2 separate regions of the Pan troglodytes genome follow, and region 2 is linked to region 1. A link is a contact called in public Hi-C data. All regions are on one chromosome and are shown on one strand. Each heading gives the region's core, a stretch centred on a gene start, on an enhancer-like site or on the middle of the called end of the contact. The rest is flanking DNA. Distances are from core to core; before and after follow the strand shown. Region 1 overlaps ANO4 (anoctamin 4). Region 2 holds the start of UTP20 (UTP20 small subunit processome component).

What was found. A called contact is a pair of places that touch in the nucleus more often than the background predicts.
Region 2: a contact with region 1 is called in a Hi-C map of induced pluripotent stem cells, with 1.6 times the contacts expected there. The contact joins the promoter of UTP20 here to the enhancer-like site in region 1. A contact is called at or near these places in 1 of 7 Hi-C or Micro-C datasets (induced pluripotent stem cells) and 1 of 1 datasets of contacts at active chromatin or transcription factors (stem cell-derived excitatory neurons).

What each region holds. Positions count from the first base shown.
Region 1 is chr10:107,774,510-107,782,035 of NHGRI_mPanTro3-v2.0_pri, reverse strand. The region is part of intron 6 of ANO4 (anoctamin 4); the gene reads right to left. Among named protein-coding and RNA genes, the nearest start is that of ANO4, 240 kb to the right of the region's middle. Within about 2 kb of position 4,860, at least 2 of the 24 cell types and tissues checked have an H3K27ac peak or open chromatin away from gene starts, as enhancers often do. A contact at or near this core is called in induced pluripotent stem cells, where this site is marked.
Region 2 is chr10:108,105,248-108,112,773 of NHGRI_mPanTro3-v2.0_pri, reverse strand. UTP20 (UTP20 small subunit processome component) reads right to left here and starts at 3,713. Exons shown (of 62, transcript XM_016924041.4): 1 at 3,484-3,713; 2 at 2,613-2,693. The coding sequence starts at 3,528.

The DNA of each region.
Region 1 (7,526 bases), core at 3,611-6,110:
CCCCTTGAACAATCAGAAGCAACAGCGAACAGCGAACGCCTCTAACAGGTTACCCTTTTATAACTACATGATGTTATCCATGAGTCACTGATAAAAGACTAGATTTCAGAAGATTCTCATTAGAGTCTGAGAAACTGAATCAAGGCAGCCTCAGATGAATGCCAAAGTGATTTACTGCTAGACAATCCAAAGAATATTCTGGCTGAAGAAAGGAACCTACAGAATGAGGAGGAAGAGAGTCCCCAAGAGGCAACATAATGCACTTCTGAAACTCTAATGGGCACAAGGTCTCACCACATGTACTTTTCTTTCCTGCCTGCTGGACTGCTAAGGTCAAGGAAAATCATGTGTAGTATAGTTTCATTTTTCTGCCTGCTCTACTCCTGGTCTTCTAGAAAACTCTTTTTAATTTCAACATGTGTAGAAAACAGAGAGAAAGAAGAATGGAGCTGAAAAACAAAGTACTCTAGTGAGCAGTAACACCACCTTCTTGGAAGACCATCATGATCTTGGCTAAGTTTGTAGGTAATGGCTGGTACAGTTAGTTTAGTAAAATCCTTGGCCTGAAAGAAATTGGCATTGAGATGATTCTTATTTAAATATAAGTACAGTGTGATGGATTTGGTTGTAAAGAGGCTAAATGATATTTGGTTGCAACATTTTGGAAAAAAATTACTATAAAATGCACATCTTTCTAGCTCTGTCATTAAGGTCTAGAACAATTGTATCTGATGTCAATTATGTTCATGGGAAATTGCTAAGTGAGCATATATAATGTGAAAGTCAAGATGACATGATGAGTCAGGCACTGTGGACTAGGGAGAAATCCATGCAGTCCTCATGGGATTCACACTGTGTCTGGGAAGCAGAGGTGCACAGAGGAGCCCTGAGGCCTCAATTCAAAGTCTATCATGCCATCGTTTCTGTTGTTTCCCATCTGGAATGCCATGCCCTTCTACTTTCTGACTTGGTGAATATCTAATCATCCTTTAAGTCCCAGGTCACCTCTCTTAACCCTCCTGCAATCTCTGCAGAGTATGAAATTCCCCAGGGCTTCCATAGAACTTTTCAAACTGCATTCTATCCGTTTCACATCTGCCTTCATTGCTAGTTAGTGAGCTCCTCAAATACGCTGAGCATATTGTGGCAGCTAATATTTTCCAAAGATGGCCCCAACATTACTGCTTATCCCACACATCTTCTAGAACCTTATGACTCTCCATCAAGAGGTGGAATCTATGTCCCTTCCCCTTCATTCTGCCTTTCCCAGTGGAGTACAGCAGAATAAATGCTTCTAGGGCTAGGTCATAAAAGTTCACTTTTACCTTGTTCTCCTAGAACCCAGCCACGATGTCATGAGAAAGCCTAGGCAGCCTGTGAAGAGGCCCACAGCCCACAACCCTGACTGAGCTTTCAGCTGACAGCCAACACCAACATTCCAGCCATGTGAGTCAGCCACCTTAAAAGGGGGGTCCTCCAGACACTACTAGTGCTGCTCTGACTGATGTCCTATGGAGCAGACGGAAGCTGTCCCTACCAAGTCCTGCTCAATTGCAGATTTGAGAGCAAAAAGAATGACTATTATTTTAACATACAAGTTTTGGAGTTGTTTGTTATACAACAATAGATAACTAGAACATTTATTTTTTTATTCTCCAGTGCCTGGCACAGTGCCTGGAACATAATAGATGCTCAATACACGTGTGCATGAGGATTGATACTCTCACTGCAGGGGCTGGACGCGACAAAGGGAACCTTCTTTAATTCCTCTGTGGGCAGTTATGGTGGAAGGAATTTTTAGCTTGTCTTTCCTTGTTTCTTTTCCCTCCCCTGCATCACAAACACAAGGACATTTCCATAGGCAGGCTTGTGGCTGCTGCTGACTATCCAATTAAATATTGGGTCCCAGTGAATTCTGCTATGCTTTGAAAAAAGACAGTTGCCTAACGTTAGCATCAGAACAAAGACGTGGGTTTCTGGGAGGAACTCTGACTGGGTGATTTACTCAGCCATGCGCATGTTAAAAAACAGAAATAGCTGCTCCTCCGTCTCAAAGGCAGGTGTTAGATTTCAGACCTTACAACTTTTAGACCATCTGGGTATTACAGAGATGGGGCTAGCATAGCCTCAAATGAAGGGACAGGGAACAACCTGTTAGGAGGGCTGGTGGCTGCACTATATTGTTTGTTGTCACCTTAGCACCTCCTTCTGAGTCCTCTGCATTGCTGAGAAGCTGGGACCAGAACCTGGTTCTGGTTTCCCAGAATCCCCTTCTCCATAAAGTTCTGGGTTAAAGTGTACAATGATGGGTGCTCAGATGGAAGGTGGGAAAGGAAAGGCTGTTTCTCAGGCAGGTAGTTACAGGCAGATTTGAGGTTTGAAGCAGCTCCAGGTAAGTTTTGAGAATCACGTGCTGCAGAAGGGCATTAGTGAGATCCCAGTGGCTTCCACGCCGGCACCTGAGACCTGCTGCTGTGGTGCTTCAGGCTGAAGTGATGGGAAGTGGATTCCCTGACCTTCATGCCCAACCTTTTAAGTGGTTTTACAGTGCTGTAAAATTCTTTATTGAACACTTCATTCCTGGAGGACACAGAGTGGCTTTCCTGCACAACCCCAAATGAAAGAGGGGCTAGGCAATTATAAGTACTAGGGAAGAATTTTAAAGAAGAAACTTTGGGTTTCTGGGTAGGCAAAAGTGAAGAGGTAGCACCCAGAATGAGAGTTCAACTGATTAATGGAAAAGGACAAGTTAGGGAGGTGTTTGCAACTAGGTCGGGCCTCTCCAAAATCCCAACACTGCTCGTGCACTTGACTTTTTTCCCTGTTCCGTGCCCCGTAAGAGTTCATTTAGATGCAAACACCAGAGCTTACCTCTATCCCACAGCCAAATCCAGCTATTCCCCCTGTTACCATACCTCCCGATTCAGTTACTCCACTTACTCTTCCTACACCCATGCCAGCCTGCATAGGAATGCACAAAACAAAGGAAACCCAGCAGTGGGAAAATTCTGCAATGCTTTAGAGAGTTGGGTTTAGACATGCAAATTCCAATTTCTCTTTGTGCTTAGTTCACCCATTATCATAGAGATTTTTCTTGAACTCCTGAAATGAAATAGTGACTCCTTCCCAGCATTCCTGTATATTTCTCCACAATACCTATTACATCTGATATATTTATTTAATGCCTCCCTTCCTTCAATAGTAGTAGATATTCATCAGACATTTGATGAATGAATGAATGAATTACTTCATCTGGAAATGGAGTTATTAGATACCACAGACTGCTCTTAAAATATGCCTAAGATACAATAGGAAGTGAGCTAAGCCAGGGCCCTTGCCTCAAGAGGCAGTGCTGCATCATCACTTTTGCAACTAAGGTATGTCAAGTTCAATTAATAATACTCAGCTTACACTTCATCTTTTTCAAATTTTTCACTTGTAAGGGTTACAAGCTGGAGATTGTAAATGGATTTACAGTTCTCCAGGCTGCTTCAAAGCTTTTAAATCTCTCCATGCCATTAATGAATAATTAGTGTCATATTCATGATATATACTTTGCATAATTTTCAGCAATTTATCATAACAGCAAAAACAGCAGGAGCAAAAATATCACAAAGAAAGGACTTCAATTCCTTTCATAAATATAATACAATGCCCACATGTGGCACATAATGATGATTATGCAAAACGTGCTTTATATCAGAGAAGTTAAATTTAGACTGCTGAGAAAATCTTTTAGATTAAATAAGTTTCTTTTTGTGGGATGACAACAGTTCATAAAATGACTTGAGTTTTTCGGCTGTGCCTTGTATAATGGGCATTTTTTTCCCTTAAAGTTGGTCTGTCTTGACTGAAGTAATATGCGTGAGTTATATGAAATACGTGTTGATTTGGAATAATCCTTTGAGTAAATCAAGATAACTTTGTACTGGTCATCTTGACCTGGCAACAGAAATGTTTTGATTAAACTTTGTCTACCTAAATAAGCAAAAGCAGTTGAGGCAATAATGAGGCCCTGAGATCTTTAAACCGGTCTCAGAAATTAGAGTAAGACTAAGGGAGGGAGGGAAAGGAGGGAGAACACTTTCTCTCAAACCATCATCAATTTGATAAAACTGCCCTAACAAGATGAACCAGTAAGAACACAGCCCTGATTCTACAGACTGATATGGGGCAGTGGTAGGTGGACTGAGTCCTGGTGATGAGGTGGGACTTATCGTTATATCTCTTGCCATCTACCAGGTCCCCTCAGCTTTCCCTAGACACACAAGGACTTTCAGCCCAAGAGGTGACAGGATTGAATGCTTGAGCTTCAGGAACAGGATGACCAGTGGTTGAAATCACTCCCTTCTTTATCAGTACCATCAATGCCAACAACAGCCATGCGTTAAAGCTGTCAATATGTCCAGACTCTTTCCTAAGCATATTGTAATTTATTAACTCATTTTATCCTCATAATAGCCCTTGAGATAGGAATTATCTGGCACTTAACAAACAAAGAAACTAAGGCACAGAGAGATTAAAAGCTTTACCCAGTTATTCACTTAGTAAGTGGTAAAGTAGTAAGTGGATCTAAATCCCAGCTGTCTGGCTTGAGAGCCAGTCTTCACATACTCTATTCTTCCCCTCAAATACACAGGCCTCTTTTCTGATTCAAGAGTCTGATGTTAAGAGTGCTGAAATAAGTTGGTTGAACATGGATAAAAGAATGGAAGCGCTACCCCCTGGACACTACAACAAACCATATAATATTGGATCAAGGGTCAAACCCAGGGATTCTCAGCTAGGGATGATTCCTCCCTCCCCCCACACCAGGACATGTGACAATGCTTGGAGATATATTTGGTTGTCATTACTTGAAGGAGGTGCTACTGGCATCTAGTGGGTAGAGGCTAGAGCTGCTGCCAAATATCCTGTAAAGCACAGAATAGCCCTCTACAACAAAGAATTATCCAGCCCTAAATGTCAATAGGGTCAATGTTGAAAAACCCTGGAGATGAATTGACTGTTGTTACCCAGACTCAGCTGTGAAAATCAGCTATCCACAATCTTTTGTAGCAAACTCAGGATTCCACAAGCTAAGCACTGTAATAAGTCTTTGGAATGCAAAAACCAGTAAGACAAAGTCTCTCTCTGAAAAAAGAAGAGACATGTGTCCATGTGTTCTCATCGTTCAGCTCCCATTTATAAGTAAAAACATGCAGTATTTGGTTTTCTGTTCCTGCATTAGTTTGCTAAGGATAATGGCCTCCAGCTCCATCCATGTCCCTACAAAGAACATGATCTTGTTCTTTTTAATAGCTGCATAGTATTCCATGATGTGTAAATATTATGTTTTCTTTATCCAACCTGCCATTGATGAGCATTTAGGTGGATTACATGTCTTTGCTATTGTGATCAGTGCTGCAGCGAACACACATGTGTATGTGTCTATATGGTAGAATGACTTATATTCCTTTGGGTATATACACAGTAATGAGATTGCTGGGTTGAATGGTAGTTCCGTTTTTAGCTCTTTGAAGAATCTCCACACTGCTTTCCACAGTGATTGAACTGACACTCCCACCAGCAGTGTCTAAACATTCCCTTTTCTCCACAACTTTGCCAACATCTGTTATTTTTTTACTTTTTAGTATTAATAATAGCCATTCTGACTGGCGTGAGATGGTATCTCACTGTGGTTTTAATTTACATTTCTCTAATGATTAGTGATATTGAGCTTTTAATATGCTTGTTGGCCACATGTATGTCTTCCCTCAAAGTGATTACACTAGCAACATGGAATCTTTACCTTTGAGAAACAGTATCCTAAAATTAGAAGAACAACTTGACAAATTAAAACAGAAGAAATTCCAATGTGTACTTGTTCTCTCTTCACTTGGTCAAGGACCCCCATGAATTTCATGTTTGCTGGCATCTCAAAAAGTGCTGTCTGAATACCACAGATTTGGCAGCATCTCTACTACTAACTCAATACCAGTGGTAATGTATGCTGATGGTACCCAGAATGACCCTCAGCCAAACGGACAGTGCCTACCTCTCACCACCTTCACAGACCTCAGCCAATGACTGACTGACGTAGGGGCCCGTGTCTGAAAAGTAGACCAGCTCTGTGCTGCACCTGCTGATTACCGAGTTCCCCTGTGGGATCAGGCTGAAGGTAGTGTCCAGCTGAGGCCATGCTTTTGGCTTAGCTGTTCTCTTCTGCTCCTCTCATGCCCCTTTCTCCTGAGATTGCCCCACCCAACAACAACCTGAGGAAGAATTTTCACCTCAAGTTCTGCTTATGCTTTGGAAATCCAGCCTAAGACTCAAGTTAACAGAAAAGCCACCACAAGTGTGGACTGACATTGGTAGCTCTTGAAAGACACTCAAGGAATCGCCAGGGCTCTGAGGTTCAGAAGAAAATCTGCTTTCTTCCTTCTTTGGTTATGACTGTCCTAAATTCTCCTTTCTTGTCACCTTAACTTGAGACCCTTGGTAATACAAGTGTGTGACATATAAGAAGATTGACTGGAGTAAAGTGGAGATTATTGGGTGGAGAAAAGTCTGATTTTCTTTTTCTTTTTTTTTTTTCTTTTCTGACCAGAAAGCCCTAGAGGACAGAAATCTGGGTAGTGCACATAGTCCTGACACTCATTTATTTGAGACACTCATCATCATGTTTTCAACTGTGAAGGAAGGGAGGATGTTGTCGTTCTTGTATCCTCGGAGTTCTGGATGCTGAGAGAGCATCTACAGCAACAAGCTGGATGTGGCTGCAGTATATAAATGGGGATGAAATTAGGGTAATTTGGGCAGGAAGTCTACAAGGGAACAGAGCCATCTGCATGAGATTAGCTCTTTAAGTGGGGAAATCTTTGTGAAGATTTCCTTTGAACGGGGGTAAAGAAACACTGGGTTGGACAATCAAATACAGTTTTTGTTGTTGTTGTTACTATTGTTGTTTAGCTCTGAATTGATCTATAACTTTATACCCAGATGAATCTAAAACCAAATCCTCTCCAAGCAGATAAACATCTGAACCTTGATCACGCTAAACTTGTTACCAAGTGTATTCCGAGTTCTTCCAAGAGCGTTAAATTATAAATCTCATTAATGCATACACAGTAACAATATATGACCCACTGATGTTGCTATTCCTAATGGTTGCATTATAAAGAATTTGTAAACTGGATGAAAATTTTTCTTAAAGTTTACCTTGAAAACTACTCCAAAATAAAAGTGTTAACACGTTGTATTTAGCTGTTATGATAACAGTAATGATGATAATAATGAAGTTTACTAAATGCTTACCATGTAAAAGGCACAGAGATAAGCACTCGATATAAATGATCTCACTTAATTAAAATAACCCATGAGATAAATCCCATTATTAGCCTCATTTTGCAGATAAGTTAACTTTTACAAGGGCACACAGCTTGTAATGGTAGAACCAAATGAACACTCAGAATGTGTGATCCCAGATTTTTAATCACTGTATTAATTATCTATTGTTGCATAATAAATTACTATAGGCTTGGAGA
Region 2 (7,526 bases), core at 2,464-4,963, 330 kb before region 1:
CAGTGGGAGGCTGAGGCAGGAAGAGCATTTGAGCCCAGGAGTTTGAGACTAGCCTAGGCAACAACACGAGATCCTATCTCTACTTTTCAAAAGTAAAAATATTAAAAAATTTTTTTTTGTTGTTTTCATGTCCTTTAAGGCATTTTCATGTCCTTTAAGGCAGAAGGAAAATATGCCACACAGTTTAAAACTTAAATGCAGAATGCATTTCTAGCCTAGCACAGACCTGGCATATGTCAGCTATGTGTGAGAGACCATGTCACATCCTTTTGCAAGGTAATTCTGGAGCTCCTTTCACCAAGAGACGGAGTCTGTTTCCTCACCCTTTGAATCTGGCCTGGCCTCCTGACTTGCTTTGACTAATAACATGCGATGAAAGTGACTCTGATGACCAAAGCAAAACTTTATGAGGTCTTGACAGCTTCTGCCTTCACTTTATTGAAAAGATTCTGCCACCATGAAAAGAAGCCTAGTCTAGCTTATTGGGGAATAAGAGGCCATGAAAAGAACCAAGATCAACAAGCCACAGCCAACTGCCAGACACGTGACAGAGGCCATTCTGGACCATCCAGTCCAGGATTCTAATTTCAGGCTGTCTTCTCTGCCTTCTTAACACTGCCTCTTGATACTTTCAACCTCTCCTGTGGCTTAAACTATTAACCATATTCTAAATGCCAAATCTGTAATTTCACCTCTGAAGTCACCTATACTCCAGATCCATATATACAAACATCTCTTGGACACTATCATTTGGATGGCCACAGATATTTCAAACTCAAGCCCCAAATGGAACTAATTATCTTATTTTTACAACCTTGTGCTCCTTTACCTATAAATATATCTTGATGAGTAACATCCTCAACCACTCAGCCTTAACCTCATTATCTTCCTTGCTGCAAACCCAGCAGGTCACAAGTCCTATCCATTCATTCTACTTCCTCAATATCTCTGGAATCTTTCTCTTCTCTCTATCTTGATTCCTGCTACCATAATCATTTCTTACTTAGATGACAGTCAAATCCTCACAACTGGACAACTGAGATTGGATCTCCAAGTTAAAGGCATGTTACACAGGACCTTAAAAGGCTAGCAGAGGAATCATGACATGATGCAGGACTGCAGTCCTGCTCTTTTCTCCACACTAAAGCCAGAGATTGGAAATTTAAACCTGATCATGTCATTCATTCCTCTGCTTACAGTCCTAGAACTCTAAGTCCCTATGGCTTCAGGATAAAACCCAAACTTAGCTTGACATATGAAGCCCTTTATGATCCTTGCCTACCTCTCCAGCTTTATCTCACCAGCTACCCCCTTGCCCCATCCCAGTCACTATGAATACAAAAAAACACCCTATACACACCTATAACCACACTGCACTGCTTTGCAGTTTCTTGAATGTGACATGCATTCTCTAGCTTCTGTTCCTTTATATAGGCTTCTCCCTCAGCCTGGAACAGCCTTTCCTGTCCTCTTTATCATGTTAAAACCTATATAAACAAGATGCAATTCAGGTGTCGCCTCGTCTAGATCACCCTTTTTGACACCCCTAAAGAATGTAGGTTAGGTTCCCTTTACTATGAGTTCCCAAAGCACAGTGTGCTCACCTAGACAACATCATTTAACACATTGAATTTATATGGTGGAGATAATGCATTCAAAGACACAGTGAGTGGAGTCTGATTATAGTAAGAATATTAAGAACTGAGATTGGATCGCCAAGGTATAGGCATGTTACACAGGACCTTAAAAGGCTAGGAGGAATAATGACATGATGCACAAAAAGACTTCTGCATAAAGGGATGACAAGGCCGGGCGTGGTGGCTCACACCTGTAATCCCAGCACTTTCGGAGGCCAAGGCAAGCAGATCACGAGGTCAGGAGATTGAGACCATCCTGGCCAACATGTTGAAACCCCGTCTCTACTAAAAATGCAAAAATTAGCTGAGTGTGGTGGCACGCACCTGTAATCCCAGCTACTCGGGAGGCTGAGGCAGGAGAATCGCTTAAACCTGGGAGGTGGAGATTGCAGTGAGCCAAGATCACGCCACTGCACTCCAACCTGGAGACAGAGCAAGACTCCATCTCAAAAAAATGAATAAATAAATAAAAATAAAATAAAGGGATGACAGAGTCAGAGTATGGTTAAAACTGGAAAATATTATGTAGTCTAGCCCCTTTATTTTTATAAAGGAGAAAATTAAGCCCTGGGAAAAGGGCTTCCTCAAAATCACTTTAAAGTTATAGCTTCAGGAATATGGATCTGCAGCAGTGCTTGGAATGCATAAGGGAAAGGGAGAGGCTAGAATCACAAAGGAAGCTGAAAGTCAAGTCAATTGTCTAATAGAGCTTCACCCAATAGAACTTTCTGCAAAGATGAAAATGTTCCAATTCTATATTTATTCAATATGTTAGCAACTAGCCACATTTGGGCACCCAAATTTTTAATTTACTTTAAATCCAATTTGTCATATGTGGCTACTGTATGAAACAGCACAGGTCTAAAGCATTTCATGTCCAAAAAGGAATACCTTGAAAAACAATTCACTTCTACTAACAGAAGAAACTAAAACACCATGAACACTTGAAGACTGACTAGTATCACATTCTCTTACCTCCTCATAGCTTGCAGTTCTATCAATCCGGTGAATAATATCAATATTAACATTCCCCAGTCGTTCAGCAAATGTAAGAAACTGGAAGGGAAAGTATATTTAAGATACATAATTATTTAATATTTATCAGATCTTTAATATCTATTTGAATGCTGCATGTAGGCATCTCTAATCACAAAGGATAAGTGGAAAAATAAACTGAAAAACATACGGCCATAAACAAATTTACTGCATCACTGTTCAAAGATAATGAATACTTCTATATGTTTGCATAATTTCTCTCAGCTATGTCATTTCAAATAAAATTTCCATTGCTAGACTGGTGAGCCTAGGTGGATGCTGGCAATTAGTCTCGCTAGATCTATTAGGTTTCATACCCTCCCATAAGCATGGGGACCTAGCAAAGTCGCTGCAATAAAAGTGTTTTTAAACATATACAGACCTATGATTGTATCCTAACGAAGACCTGGAAACAATCTATCAAGGGGCAAACAGAGAAAGCGCTGTATATTTGCCCTTAGCTGGGAATCACTCACCGCCAGCCGACTCGCCCAATTCTGTCTTTAAAGATAAAAGAGCAGGGGAGAATTGGTCCTAAGCAATCTCTTGGAATAGTGAATTTAATTCTGGACTACAGGAAATTCCCAGGACTGGCCAGACCCCATAAAACATGGGTGAAACTTGCTGTCCAGACTTCTTTCCTCCCCCAACCCATGTTTACTACATTCAGTGTCTCCCTCTTTCGCCGGAGCCTCCAGGAAAGTGACACACTCGGCCTAGAAGTCTGAGGCCCCTGGAGTCTCGCTCAGAGCCTGTCTCACGACTGAGGCAGCGGAGACCCGCGGCTCCCTGCCTAAGCTCCCGCGCTCACCCGGTAGGTGTTCTCGGTCTTGTGGGAAACGGGCTTTGTCTTCATGGCTGCAGAGGGCCAGTGGCCCGCGACGGCCTCGGGAGTGTCGAAGGGATGCAACCGACAGTAAGGAGGGGAAAGCGGCTCACAGGCTATACTCTCCGATTCCCAGATGCCCAGACTTTCTCACGTGCGGCTTGAGCCCCTGGGCGCCGCCATGTTGGAGACAAGGAGGAGCCTGAGTGGGTCACGTGGACGGAAAAATAGAACGGCGCAGGCGCACCCTTTGGCGGGGGCCTACAGGAGGCGGGGCTGCGCACATAAGGGCGGGCGTTTGGGTGAGGTGTTCTTTTCACTCCCTTCGGTAAAGGTTTAGAAGACAAATGTATTTTCATTATAAAATAAAACATACCTGTCATCGTTATCAACGAACATTACTGTCCCTCACTACGTACCCTGCATCGTGCAAAGATCCTTTCATCCATAATTTCACAGTAAAGCTTATTAGGGATGTTAATACAAAGGAGGTACTGCGTCTATCTATATATCTATATATAGATATATACTTTTTTTTTTTTTTTTTTGAGACGGAGTCTCACTCTGTCTCCCAGGCTGGAGGGCAGTGGCGCGATCTCGGCTCACTACAATCTCCGCCTCCCGGGTTCAAGCAGTTCCCCTGCCTCAGCGTCCAGAGTAGCTGGGACTACAGGCACCCGCCTCCACGCCCGGCTAATTCTTTTGTATTTTAGTAGAGACGGGGTTTCACCTTGTTGCCCAGGCTGGTCGCGAACTCCTGAGCTTAGGCAATCCGCCCGCCTCGGTTTCCCAAAGTGCTGGGATTACAGGTGTGAGCCACCGCGCCTGGCCGGTACTGTGTATATTTTTAAGCCAATTTGACACAAGAGGAAACCAAGGTTGTGCAGCTGGTAACTGGCAGTCTTCACTCAGACTCTAAATTTTGGTATTCTTAACCACTACGCTTTAAATAAAATTGAAAAATAGAGAAGGAGTTTTAAGAAAAATCTTTTAATTTCATGCACAACCGCTGTTAATGTTTGGTGTTTTTCCCATCACTTTACTGTCTACACATAGCATGTTGTTAAATTGTACAGTTATATATATATATGTACAATTTTAAAAAATAATTTAAAAATATAATTATTTACCCCATTTTACATTCATTCATTCATTCATTCAGCAACTATTTCTTGAGAGTCCTCTGTGGACCAGGTACTGTTCTGGGAGCCAAACGAGAAAGGCAATAATAGTATTAATAATTATTTGAAAATATTCACAGCCTTCAATTCCTGGGCTAAAGTGAGCCTCCCACCTCAGCCTCCCAAGTAGCTAGGGCTACAGGCATGCACCACCACACCCAGCTCTTTTATTATTATTATTATTATTATTATTTGTAGAGATGGGATCTTGCTATATTGCCCAGGCTGGTATCAAACTTCTGGACTCAAGCAGTCCTCTTGGCTTGGCCTCCCAAAGTGCTGGGATTACAGGGGTGAGCCACCATGCCCAGACTGGAAATACTTGGTCTGAGATGCTTACATTTTAGTCAAGGAGTGATGTTAAGTAGACAATTGGATATATTGTTGTACAGAGCTCACTGTAGCAGTCTGGGCTGCAGACGTGACTTAAATACACCTAAATACCTCAAGTGTGAGGCATTTGCGACTGGGAAAGAGAGCCAGTAAGGTAGAAACAGACTAGTTATGGCATGGAAGCAGAGCTGGTGGCCAACTATACTGCAAATTCGAGGATAGAGAAGTGGTTGCTGGATCTGACAAGGTGAAGGTCACTGGTGACCTTGCTAAGTACAGTCTAGTTGGAAGAAAGGAAGTGAAATATGCATGGATTGAGGAGGTAATCAGAGTTGAGAAAGTGAACATAACACTTTCAAATTGTTATTGGCATTATCACATCAACATTTTCTGTGTCACCACAGGGTTGTTCTAAATATTTTAATGCCTCCATAGCATTTATAGATTTTTTTATAATAAAATATTGACGTGCCTAATGTTCCATTGGCTTTCAGTAGGCTAATAATTGGTCTTTTTTTTTTTTTAAAGCCTTTTATGGGTCACAGGGAAATCTAAGAAAGCTGTAGAACTTCTCCCAGAAAGATGCAAAGAAGCTCATCCACACTAAAATGTGCACGTTTCAGAGAGTTAGAAGCCTGCAGTTAACTGAGGGTAGAAGCCCCCACTCAAAGCAATATTTTCCCAACCTGTTGCCAAAATCACCCCCACATCATTGTGCCATTTTCCTTCTCTGCAATTTATTTTTGGTAATGGAGTTAACTGGACAATAAGGAGTGAAGAGAAAAATCAAAGAAACTGAAAGAACTGACACATGTTATATTGACCATTTATTGTTTGCATTGTTCTTCATTACATGACCCTCATACACTGACTTGACTCTGACTGGCTTAACAATATGTCAATAGAACATGGTGGTTGAGAGCATAGATGCTGGAACCAGGTTTTCTGGAGGTAATCCTGGTTCTGCCATTTATTAGTAGGGTCAATTACCCTTTCAGAGTGACATTTCCATATATGTAAATGAAGCTAACAAAAGTAGCTACCTCACGGATGGTGATTATGCAGAGTAAATAAGCTAATGGATAAAAGATGCTTAGAACGTGCCAGACACCATAATTGCGCAAGCTCAGAAATTACTTAACCTTTCTGAGACCCAATTTCCTCATCTATAAAATAGAGATGACAATAATACCAGTCTTTCAAGATACTGTGTTGGTGCATAGAGCATGAAATAAATGTTTGCTAAGTGGATAAATAAATGACCATTTATTCTCTACTACCTGGCTACCTGACAAGTTCCTTAAGGGCTGGCACCTTATACTTTTTCAACTTTGTGTCATCAGTTCCCTTGAACATAAGAGTTGTTTAATGAATGTCTGTTGAATTACCAAAGCTTATAATACTTACATTGACCCGGACAAATTTAAGAGTAATATAGTTCCAGCATTGGATGTGAATTGCACCACATGATTTTTGGTATCTCTCAAAACTAAGTTTCTAAGCTTTAATGGAATACCGAAAGCATCCGTGAAGAGCACGAGTGTTTCTTATAAACATTTCCTTGCCTCCAGCGTTTGTCCTCTGTCAAGGCCTTTGAATATCCTATACCATCCTTTATATCCTTTTTCCATTAGGGCTCTGCCTGTCCTAACTACTCCAGCCAGTAAATAACATACATTATTTTTTCATTCTTTTATTCTTAAGCTTTATAGGGCGCTCCTGGAAGTTTTGCTTTTTAATTTTTGTTTCCTTATTGCTTAGCGTGCTGCAATTTCAAGCCAAGAAACTTTAAGAGCATGTGAGAGCTAGGCCCAGTGGCTCATGCCTGTAATCCCAGAGCTTTGGGAGGTCAAGGTGAGAGGATTGCTTGAACCCAGAAATTTGAGACCAGTCTTGGGCAACATGGCGAAATCCCATCTCTACAAAAAATACAAAAATTAGCCAGACATGGGGATGTGCACCTGTAGTCCCAGCTACTCAGGAGGCTAAGGTGGGAGGAACACTTGATGCGGGAGGTCAAGGCTCCAGTGCTGTGATCCTGCGACTGCACTCCAGCTTGGGTAACAGAGTGAGACCCTGTCTTGAAAGAAAAAAAAGGAAGGAAGGAGAGGGAGAAAGAAGGGAAAGTAAAGGAAAGGAAGGGAGGGGAGAGGAGGGAAAGGAAGGGAAGAAAGCACATGAGGAGTTTACCCAGCCTAGACAAGAAAGTGGGATCCAGAGAAGTCTTCTTGGGGGAAGTGACATCTAAGCTGAGACCTGGAAAATGAATAGGAATTAGCCAGGCAAGGAATGGACATGAATGGTGTTATCTAGGTAGAGGGAGGAGTATAGGCATTTGTCTCAAAACGGTTGAGACAAATTTGGTTACTTTTAGTTTCCAAGGCAAAGGCACACCCTGTCAAATTAGCATTGGCCATGGGTATCATCTTTAGCATCCGTGGACTAATAATAGGAAAGAATAGGGACAAGAGGAAGCTCAGAGGTAAGAAGAGCCTTGGTTTTCTCATCTGTAAA